2 separate regions of the Mus musculus genome follow, and region 1 is linked to region 2. The links are chromatin contacts, called in public HiChIP or PLAC-seq maps. All regions are on one chromosome and are shown on one strand. Each heading gives the region's core, a stretch centred on a gene start, on an enhancer-like site or on the middle of the called end of the contact. The rest is flanking DNA. Distances are from core to core; before and after follow the strand shown. Region 1 has its middle 3.6 kb from the start of Gm38930. Region 2 has its middle 9.5 kb from the start of Etfbkmt.

Region 1 (5,271 bases), core at 464-2,963, 230 kb before region 2:
TGAGTGTGTATATCTTCAATTCCTTTCATCAGGGTATTGAAAGACCCCCGAAGGGAGACCCTCACTCAAGCCTCAGGACAGCCGCGGACCCAAGAAGACACTGAGACCGAACTCAAAATGTAGAGGGCAAGATTTAATAAAGCAACAGCAAGAAAGCACATAGACCAGAGCTCTGGGGTCGAAACTCATACACCTAGTATGGTGTAGAGGAGAATCGACCTCGAGCCAAATTTTTTACAGGCTTATATAGGAAAAACTCAAGGGGGGAGAGCGGGGCAGGGAAAGTACAAGTTTGCATAACTAAGGGGTTCTGCCAAGGGAATTTTACGTAACTAAGGGGTCATGTCCTATTATTTGGCAATGTACCCGGTTCATTCTGAGGTTGTTCCAGGAGGCCCTTATCTCAAAAATGTTCTTGGAACAGTCTTTAGTTGGGAGGGTTCGAACTCTAGGGTGAGGAGTTCAGGAATGCATTCTGGGGTGAAGAGTTCAGGAGTGTTCTGGGAACAATCTCTAGATGGGAGGGGTCGGGCTCTGGGGTGAGGAAGAGTTCAGTAATTTTTTATCTTTATTCTTCAGTATACTTTGCATTGTAAAGGTTTTCAGTTTCCTGGTTAAATTTATCCTTTGAAATTTAATTTTTTTGTAGCTATTATGAATGGGTTTATTAAAATCTCTCAGCAATTAAATAATTAGTACATAAAAATATAACTACTCTAGCTGGGAGTGTATCTCAATTGGTATGCATGCATGTCTAGCATGTAGGAGGCCCTGAGTTCAGTCTCCAGCACTTCATAAACCAGTTATGCACCACTGTAATCGTAGCTCTTGTGGAATGGAAGCTGAAAAATCAGAAAGGTCATCTTCAGCTACAACCTATGCTAGAGATCCTGTTTTAGGGCCCGGGGGTGGGGGGTGGGGAGCCAGAAAGAGAAAGGTGTGAGAAACAAAACAATGATTTTTGGTATGTGGAATTTTTTGTATCTTGCAACTTTACTGAATCTTTTTGTCAATACTAATGGTCTTTTGATGAATTCCTTATAGTTTTCAATGTGTAGAATCATATTTAGGTCCAGGCATGATGGCACAGTTTTGTTTTGTTTTGTTTTTTTCCAAGACAGGGTTTCTCTGTGTAGTCCTGGCTGTCCTGGAGCTCACTTTGTAGACCAGGCTGGCCTCAAACTCAGAAATACGCCTGCCTCTGCCTCCGGAGTGCTGGGATTAAAGGCGTGTGCCACCACTCCCGGCAGGCACACATTTTTTAATCCCAGACATAAACAGGTGGATCTCTGTGAATTCAAGGCCAACTTGGTCTACAAAGCAAGTTTCAGGACAGCCAGAGCTTTTACATAAAGAAACCCTGACTCAACACACACATATACACACACACACAAACATACACACACATGCACACACAAACATACATACACATATACTCACACACACACAAACATACAAACATACATGCAGAGAGCCCTTTGGAGTGTTGACATTGGCCAAGGACAAGGAAATGGGCCAATGGTCTTGGCAGGAATTTGACACTAGAGCATGACAAAGAAGTAAGCTTAGAAAAAAAAAAAAAGAAGTAAGCTTAGGCAGGAACCTGACATTGGCCAAGGACAAGGAAGTAAGAATCTGGCTTTAGGGTAGAACAAGGAAGTAGGCTCAGATATCTTGATCATCCTTAGAAACAGCTATCACTGGAGTGGTCATGGGGCTTTGTGTTTATTGTCTAGCTTGTCCCTGACTATTGTCTTGCTAGTTCCTCATTGTACTACTCACCCTAAATACTTGCATGTAATTAAAATGGTATTAAAAAGTGGATTGGGGGGCTGGAGAGATGGCTCAGTGGGTAAGAGAACTGACTGTTCTAAAGGTCATGAGTTCAAATCCCAGCAACCACATGGTGGCTCACAACCATCCTTAATAAGATCTGATGCCCTCTTCTGGTGTGTCTGAAGACAGCTATAGTTACTTAGACATAATAATAAAATAAGTCTTTAAAAAAAAAGTGGATTGGGAAAATTAAATTTGCCTTCAGTCTCAGAATTGACTGGGGTCATGCTACAATGTTGTCTGTCATATTTCTTTTTAATCCTCACTCCTGGGCTGGAGAACCTGTTGACTGACGAGCGAGCTTGGTCATTTACACATACATACACACACACACACACACACACACACACAAACATACACATACTCTCACACACACATACATACATATACTCACAAACACACAAATACATACAAACACACACAAATACACAAATAAGAATCAAGAATCATATTTATAAACAAGGAAATCTGACTTCCTTTCTCCCTATTTCTGTACCTTTTATTTCTTTGACCTGAATGCTTCCTCTGGCTAAAATTTGCAGTACTGTAATGAGTGAAAGCAGTGAGATTTAATCCAGATGTTAAAGGAAAGCCCATAGTTTAAAATCCTCTATTATTTTACATTTTAAGAAACAGCTTACTCGAGGAATCGTTCTTCTCCATGGGATTTAGGTAAATTCCATCAATCATGAAAACATCCCCCCCTATTATTGTAGGACCCCAGGAAGGAGCCCCCCCACTCAAGTCTTTGGTTACCCAAAGAAACACGAGAGACCTTTTTGTTGCAAAAGCACGAGGTAGCTTTAATGGCGGAGCTCCTGGTCGATACATATCTCATGCAGGAGACAGAGGAATTGACCCTGAGACTCAAAAACTCGGGGTTTTAATAGGGTAGGGTTTAGGGGCTAGGAAGAATTGGCGTGGTTACATATGATTGGCCCATTCAAACATCAGCAACATGATTATGAGTCAGCAGAGTAGTACGTGCAGGCCTGGGCATATAAGGATTCTAAAGTGTGTGTGTTGGGGGGTGTCTTATCTGAGTTGACAATGCATCTGGTTAATGTTTCAGCTTTTAACTATGCTCTCTATAGAAAGGGGGGTGAGCAGGAGGCACCGGCCTGCCAGGTGGTCAATGAGTCAGGCAAGATAGTCAGAACCAGTTCCTGTATTCCTTCCCTTATCGTTATGACCAAGTGACCTAGCTTCAAGACAAACTCAGGCAGGCCCGGGCTTGTTTTCTTTGCAGTCTAAGTCCCAGGCCTTTTTAGTTTAAACCTTTTATTTTATTTGATTTCCTTTCATTATGACAAAGTCAAACATGGGACACCCAACTCTCTATTCATTGTTATAGTTGACTAGCTAAAATTAAAACTATCTGTACTCTCCAAACTAGCTAACTACAATATATAGTGCTTGTTCAGCTGACTAAGATTTCTACTTGTAAACCAACTCCACTATTACCTTATCTCTAGTTTATGAATTTCTCTCTCTACATCTATGGCAAAAGCATTCTGAAGATGATCTCTGATCTTCAGACCTGAGATAGAGTTCTGTCATTGTAGACCAGATAAAAATCAACATTCTTGCTTGTCTACATTTTTTTAATTTGTTTTACAGAGAGCTGGTGTTCTTATATAAGGTATGTTCCTGTAAAGAAGTGTCTACCACTACGGTTGAGAACCCACTATTAAAAATAATTCAAGGAATCCAGGGTGGAATCAACACATGCAAATGATATAAGTCTCAGTGAGCAGAGCTGAGTCACATGAAACTAGAATAAAGGAACACAGCCACCAGCAGGGATTTACCCTGGGCCACCTAACAGGAAGAAGACAGTAAGAAGCAGACAGTAAAAACTGCCTGCCTCTAGACAGCAAATAAATAAAGGATAGAGATTTATAAGTGTGATTTAATTGTTTTTAATGATAGAAGGTTTTATATAGATTTTGCCCCAGTCACGTGGGGATTTCTTTCTGCTCTTTTGAAACTGATACAAAGAGTGTAAGCTGAGAAGCTGGAAGCCCCTGCTTTGCAAAGAGCCAGGCCAGCTGCTAGAAGGAATTCAGGAGAGGCAGGAAGCCAGATGGTACGCACAGCAGATATTAAGCTCCACAGAAGGGAGAAGGTAGGGAGAATGAATGAACAAATGCTTTAAAGATATTTAAAAGTCTTGCCAGGGCAAATTCTCAAATGAGGCCACATGGGATTTCTGGGATTGCCTACCATGGTACGACAAAAATAGAGCCTGTAATTAGGCTTATACAGCAACAAGAAAGAATTTAATTAAAGTTAAATATAGAGATGTATAAATATTGAGGCATTCAATCTTAAAAAAAAAAAAAAAAAAAAAGACCGAAAACAGGGGTTAAGAAGCCTAACCGACCTCAGACAGTAGAAGCTTCGGCCTTGAGAATTATATACAGAGAAAGGGGCATACTATAATATGTATCCACGGAGAATTAATCTCCATAGTAGGGAGAATTTAAGTACATATAGATGTATAGATAATTTAGGCCTTGATCTCATGTAAGTCAGGGCAGGAGACAGCAAAGAAGCACTGTCTGGACAGAGAATATTTGTTTAGATTGTTTCAATTGCTTTGAATTGTTTTAATTATAAAAATGTGTGTGGTTATGAGATTGGTGGTTATATTAAAATTCCTCTGTGAGAGAAGTTAAGCTATACTTTTAATGATTTCTGGTTACTGGACCAAGGACATGCTATTTTGGGAGAGAGGCTCTGTATTTGTGTTTTTACAGGAAAGGAGAAAAGGCATTGGACCCCTTCCAAAGTAATATGGATCAGATATGACAGGGGAAGACCACCTGAAAATCTTGAAATTTTTGAGAAAATCAAACAAGACAGGTAAATTGATATTTTGATTCCTCAATACGGGAACAGCACAGTGACTGGTTTAGACATAAAAATGTCTCTAGCCAAAACTTCAGCTAAAATGGAACAATAATCCTTAAGATTCTTTTTTTTTTTTTTTTTTTGGTTTTTCAAGACAGGGTTTCTCTGTATAGCCCTGGCTGTCCTGGAACTCACTTTGTAGACCAGGCTGGCCTCGAACTCAGAAATCCGCCTGCCTCCGCCTCCCAAGTGCTGGGATTAAAGGCATGCGCCACCACGCCCGGCCAATCCTTAAGATTCTTTATGTCCTCCTTTATATGACATGAATGAAGATGTATTACAATTGGTTATTGAAAAAAAAAAAACTCATTAAAAAAAAAAAAACAGGGGTGCGGGGAAGGCCGCAGAGCCGGGTGGAGGTGCTCTCTGGGCCAAGACATGCCCGGGGCTCCGGCCAGCTAGGCGGGCCTCATGGGAACACCGTCACCATGCCCAAGAGAGGAAAGCGGCTCAAGTTCCGGGCCCACGACGCCTGCTCGGGCCGATTGACCGTGGTGGACTATGCCAACTCGGATCCAG
Region 2 (5,439 bases), core at 2,149-4,648:
ATTTTGGTCATTTGGACAAATGGGTAATTGTCATAGTTATCTTGAAACAGTCCAGGCCAGAACTGCACTTTGGGGCTGCAGTTAACCTGGGTCATTCTGCCTCTCTGGCAGAGTTATGCTTTTCTTGATAAGAGGCTATTAGCCAGGTCATCTCTGAACGGCCAAGCAAAAACATGCTCCTTTTGAAATGGAAATAGGCCTAATGAGCAAGCAGTCCTGGTCGGCAATGCTTGATAAAAACAGCAAGTGAACACAACCTTTCTGAGGGATGACGCTTGAGTAAATTTAGAAGGGCTGAGGGACAAATATATATATAAAGTTGCCGCTGTTTTTGTGCTTTTACTGGGAACAGGGTGAGTTAGCTTTGCAGAAAGGTCAGGCTGGGGTTAGGCAATTCTTCACAGATTCCTCACAGCCTGAGGTTTTTACTGAACAATGCAACTTTAGCTAAATACTACTTTGTGTTACTTAATATTCTCTAGGCAAACTTATTTGCTGCAGGAAAAATTGAAATAATAGAGCTGTGCTGTAAAAGGTTTATTAATCAACTTGCTTAGGAAATATTAACAAAGTAGAATTTAGCTGAAGGAGCCTTGCCTCCAAACTTGTTAGAAACTGTAAGAAAGAAAACTTCAAAGCATAATTGAAGTTTAGGGTTGCTGAGGAAACATTCCTGCTAATGTTTGTTTGCCAAGACTGACCTCCAATTACGGTCTCTCCCCAAGACAAAAAAAAAAAAACAAAAAAAAAAAACAAAACAAAAAAAAAAACCAAAAAAAACCGACAACCCTGATTTACAACTGACAATTAGGCTCACTCCTATATCAAAGAACATGCCTATAATGGACCTGGGGCGGGACTGGGGCAGGGAGTCACAGACATCATGAAGACCTAGTCTGTGCTCTTACTAGGAAAAGCAAATTCTGCCAGGTATGCAAGATGAACCTGGGTAACATCTATTTGAAAAGAAAACTGAGGTATTTAAATAGTTCTGACAGTATCTTTGCTGTGTAAATCTCTCTTCTGCTCAAGTAGCCAGACTTTCAGTCTCTTGAATCTGTTTAAATTGTTCAAACTGTAACGAAGGGCTGGGTCCAGAAAGAGATTTAAGGATGCCAGCATATGTAGAATGTATAAACTGATAACAATTTCTGTTTAAGACTGGTTCCTTTTTGTGCATTAGTTAAAACCAGTTGTATCTTTTCCTTATTAACTTCTAATATGTGGAATAATTTCTTACTGGGAAAGCACATTAATTCTATAACATAAACTATGACACTAGCTTGTTTTAATTTTTTCCTTCATTCCCAATGTAGACACATTGATAAGTCTCTGCTTTTCACCCTATTGTTTCCTTTATTTGTTATATTTGAATGAGATGTGGAGCCTTCCTGTTGGGATTGTGAGAGCTGGGGCTTTTGCCCTATCCTCACATCGGTAAAATTGCTTATAAATCAACCATTTGATAAATACTATAATTTTACAATGAATAGCTTTGTAACTATATTTCTTTCTTTCTCTTTCTTTCTTTCTTTCTTCCTTCCTTCCTTCCTTCCTTTCTTTCTTTCTTTCTTTCTTTCTTTCTTTCTTTTTTAGGGGGTTTTCAAGACAGGGTTTCTCTGTATAGTCCTGGCTGTCCTGGAACTCACTTTGTAGACCAGGCTGGCCTCGAACTCAGAAATCCACCTGCCTCTGTAACTGTATTTTTAATAAATCACTCAGTTTTTTTTTAAGATTTATTTTTATTTAAATGAGTACACAGTAGCTGTCTTCAGACACACCAGAAGGTGGCATCAGATACCCATTATGGACGGTTGTGAACCACCATCTCTGAAAGAGCAGTCAGTGCTCTTAACTGCTGAGCCATCTCTCCACAGTTCAGTTTTACAAATCAGAGTTCAGATGTAAGCAATGGATAAATTAAGTTGTATCCAAGGAACTGTGATTGCATGTGCAATCCAACAATAAACCCCACCCCAACTCCCCCAAGAAGTTTGATTTTCTAGAGCTTCATTCTTCCAACTTCTCTCTCCAACAAATTGCCTTAATGACAAGTCTCTAACACCAGCTTTGAGGGCATCTGTGAATTTCCTGTATTTGATTCCTTGTCTGTACTTTGCACTTGAACTGCAGAGGCTCAAACCTGAAAACCATTGTTGCAGAGAGAATTAAGCCCAGCCCAGTCTTTAGCTAACCGATGCTGTGGTGCCACCCAGTGGTAATGTAATTTAATGATCACTAATTCCTACCTAAAAAGATTAAGAACAAAAACCAAACCAAACCAAAACAGAAATAGTGTGTTGTGTATAAAGAACGATTCTCACCGATAATATTACTACATGCTGTCATGTTTCTTTAGTTGTAGATATGGCAAAAATACTTGTGACTGATAGATAAGCCCTAATGTTTAAGAACAATTTGGTATCATCCAAAACACATTCTTCTTTCCCTCTCCCTCTGGTAAGCACTGCTTCACCTGAATTATTACAATTGTCCCCTAAACTGCAGTTTCCACCCTTCCCCCTTTGGTTTACCCTCTACAAAACAAAAACAAAAACAAACACAATGACACCCTCCCTCCCGAAAAAGAAAAGCAGACCCCTAGCAACAGAAGGATTGAGGCTCAAGGATGGAGATGTGAAATCTAGGCTGGCAACACAGCAAAATCCCATCTCAAAATAAAAACTTTAAATTTATCTCAAAATCAAATTCGTGATTGTTAGGTCACAAAACAGGCCTCCAAATGGCAGTACTGTTAGCAATGTCCTAAGATGGCAGCCTGAGTCCAACCCACACTGGATTCTTTTTTTTTTTTTCTTTTTTCTTTTACTTATTATATGTAAGTACACTGTAGCTGTCCTCAGACACTTTCAGAAGAGGGCACCAGATCTCATTACAGATGGTTGTGAGCCACCATGTGGTTGCTGGGACTTGAACTCAGGACCTTCAGAAGAGCAATCTCTTAACTGCTGAGCCATCTCTCCAGCGCCCCCATCCCCACCCCACTGGATTCTTATCAAATAAATAGAAACCTACACTCAGCATTCCTCAGAAGAATGATACCAGGACTCAAATATTATATAAAAGCAAAGATTGTTTTATTCTGCAGAAGTCCAGCATGCTGGGGTCCCCCATTTCAAGTTGGAGACCCCGAAGTGAGCTCGAAGGCCGGATTTAAAGCACATTAGGGGAATTCCTGGGATGGGTAGGTGACCTCTACAGCGGGCTTTATCTCTAGGGATGTTCCAGAACCTTTGCTGGGGAAATCTAGAAACTGTTGTGAGGAAGTCTAGAAACTGCTGCTGACCTGTGCCCTTCCCCCAGCCCAGAGCAGGGTAAACAGCCCTGGAGTGCTTGCCACAATGGGCTTAACGACCCAGATGGAGTCTTCTGACTTGCTGCACCTGCAATTTCCTATAGGAATTTAGAAGAATAGACTGCCCGCTGAGCCTGCTTTGCAACATAATCCAGCTGAAACAAAGGATGGGTTTTGTGGTTTTTCCCTTTCTAAACTGGAGCTGCAGAGTTAAACTTTGAGCCTTGATCAGAACCTTGTTTTGGTTTCTTCCTTCTCTCGAACTCCATCCTTTTCCAGCCCCCCTTTCAGGTAAACCCAGTTCTCCATGGCCACTGGAAAGCTACACTGATCCATTGTCCTTGCCTCCCGCCAGGTGTCAGGGCAGCTTCTGAGGCCTGGACTTACCCCGTTCTTAAAGATTTAGACCTAGTCTCCTGAACTGCCAGTCTGAAGCCTGTTATGAAGTCAACCTAGTCTTCTCAGGAGCCTTCCACTTATTTTCACAATATAATTGATTTATTTCACTGGAGAATGATCAAACTTACGGTCTTCCTAAACCTGCAGATTCATTTACTCTTTCTGAGTGTATACAGGTGATCTAGCTGCCTGCTCTCAGGGACCTAGCATCAGTCATCATCTGCTGCTGCCTGCTGCCCCAGACATGTTCTGCAGATAAAAGGTGGTTCCAGCCTCTCTCTCTCTCTCTCTCTCTCTCTCTCTCTCTCTCTCTCTCTCTCTCTCTCTCCCTCTCTCTCCCTCCCTCCCTCCCTCCCTCCCTCCCTCCCTCCCTCTCTCTCTCTCCCTCTCTCTCTTTCTCTGCTTGTGTGCCTGCCTCTATCCCTTCCTCATCTCTCTTCCCCCAATAAGCCTCTTATACTAGATTTATTGTTTGGTGTCATTTCTCAAGGGTACATCTTGGCATGGCCAGGCTACACCACTCTCATTTTTATTCAATCACTGAAACCAGAAAGGTTAGAAATTTCTAGTGTGGGACCAGAGTGATGGCTCATTGGTAACTGCTTGTTGGGAAACTTGGCAACCTAACTTTGGTTAGTCCCCAGAACCCATGCAAAACTAGGAAGAACTGGGTCCATAGTATTGTTTTCTTTTTTCTTTGGTTTTTTGAGACAGGGTTTCTCTGTGTAGCCCTGGCTGTCCTGGAGCTCACTCTGTAGACCAGGCTAGCCTCGAACTCAGAAATCCGCCTTCCTCTGCCTCCCGAGTGCTGGGATTAAAGGCGTGCGCCACCACGCCCGGCTTGTTTTCTTAACATACACAATAACATTTTTTAATTTAAAAATTTTTTTCTAAAAAAGAAATTCCCAGTGTTATAGTACTAAAAACTAGTTGACATTGAGATGTTGCAATGTAAAACATGTATTTTTATGGCCAGACCAAACTTACAATCTCCTTGAGAGTAGAAGAAAGCCACACAGACTGAGAGCAGGAGCACCGTTTTATAACAAGCAAGCAAGTCACTATACAAATGGAATTTTGCATGAGAAAAGTACATGTTGTGGGGTTATGATCAGATGGTTCCCCTAACATACCATGAAACAATGGAAACAGTTTATGTGATTATAGAGGAAGAATGTAAAAACAAAACAACAAAAAAAAAACAAGTTGACCTTTAGCTGAGGATGTATCTATATAGTATAAGCATGTTAGTCATCTAGACTCAACGCAACTCCCCTGCCACCTTAACTCCACAAAGTTGGCTCTCCCAGCTCTGTCCCTTCCCCAGCTACAGCCTCCAGCTCTTTATTCATCAAAAACCACTCCTCCTTCCTGATACAAAAAGGCTTATTAGCATTGTGAGATAGGTTTCACAGTTAACCCACTTTGAACCAAACAGTAGCATGGTTATCCCCACCCCCACCCCTACCCCCATCAATCTCTTAGTAGTGCCTTTTGGCCAGATATGAGGATTAAGTCACTTCCTCAAGGGCCAGTTGCTTTTTAACATGATAATCTCAGAGAATTATTGATCCATCTATTTACACCTTTGGGGGGGGGGGTATTTACATTTAAAAGCAGGTCTTCTGGGCTAAAGAAATGGCAATACCACACACCCAGACAGCACCTGGCTCTTCCAATACAGCAATTAACAATTGAGAATACAGAGACATGCCTTCATAGCC

What was found. HiChIP or PLAC-seq counts read pairs in DNA pulled down with a chosen protein or histone mark.
Region 1: an H3K27ac HiChIP or PLAC-seq map of embryonic stem cells shows a contact between it and region 2, with 11 read pairs. The contact joins two enhancer-like sites. A contact is called at or near these places in 1 of 39 promoter capture datasets (hippocampal neurons), 1 of 15 datasets of contacts at CTCF or cohesin (CD8 T cells), 16 of 484 Hi-C or Micro-C datasets (B cells, the C2C12 cell line, CD4 T cells and 10 more), 12 of 115 datasets of contacts at active chromatin or transcription factors (CD8 T cells, T-cell acute lymphoblastic leukemia, embryonic stem cells and 6 more) and 4 of 9 other capture datasets (adipose tissue, embryonic stem cells, liver and 1 more).

What each region holds. Positions count from the first base shown.
Region 1 is chr6:149,353,688-149,358,958 of GRCm38.p6, reverse strand. No RefSeq gene overlaps it. Among named protein-coding and RNA genes, the nearest start is that of Gm38930, 3.6 kb to the right of the region's middle. Within about 2 kb of position 1,713, at least 23 of the 459 cell types and tissues checked have an H3K27ac peak or open chromatin away from gene starts, as enhancers often do. A contact at or near this core is called in bone marrow-derived macrophages and embryonic stem cells, where this site is marked.
Region 2 is chr6:149,129,245-149,134,683 of GRCm38.p6, reverse strand. No RefSeq gene overlaps it. Among named protein-coding and RNA genes, the nearest start is that of Etfbkmt, 9.5 kb to the left of the region's middle. Within about 2 kb of position 3,398, at least 55 of the 459 cell types and tissues checked have an H3K27ac peak or open chromatin away from gene starts, as enhancers often do. A contact at or near this core is called in bone marrow-derived macrophages and embryonic stem cells, where this site is marked.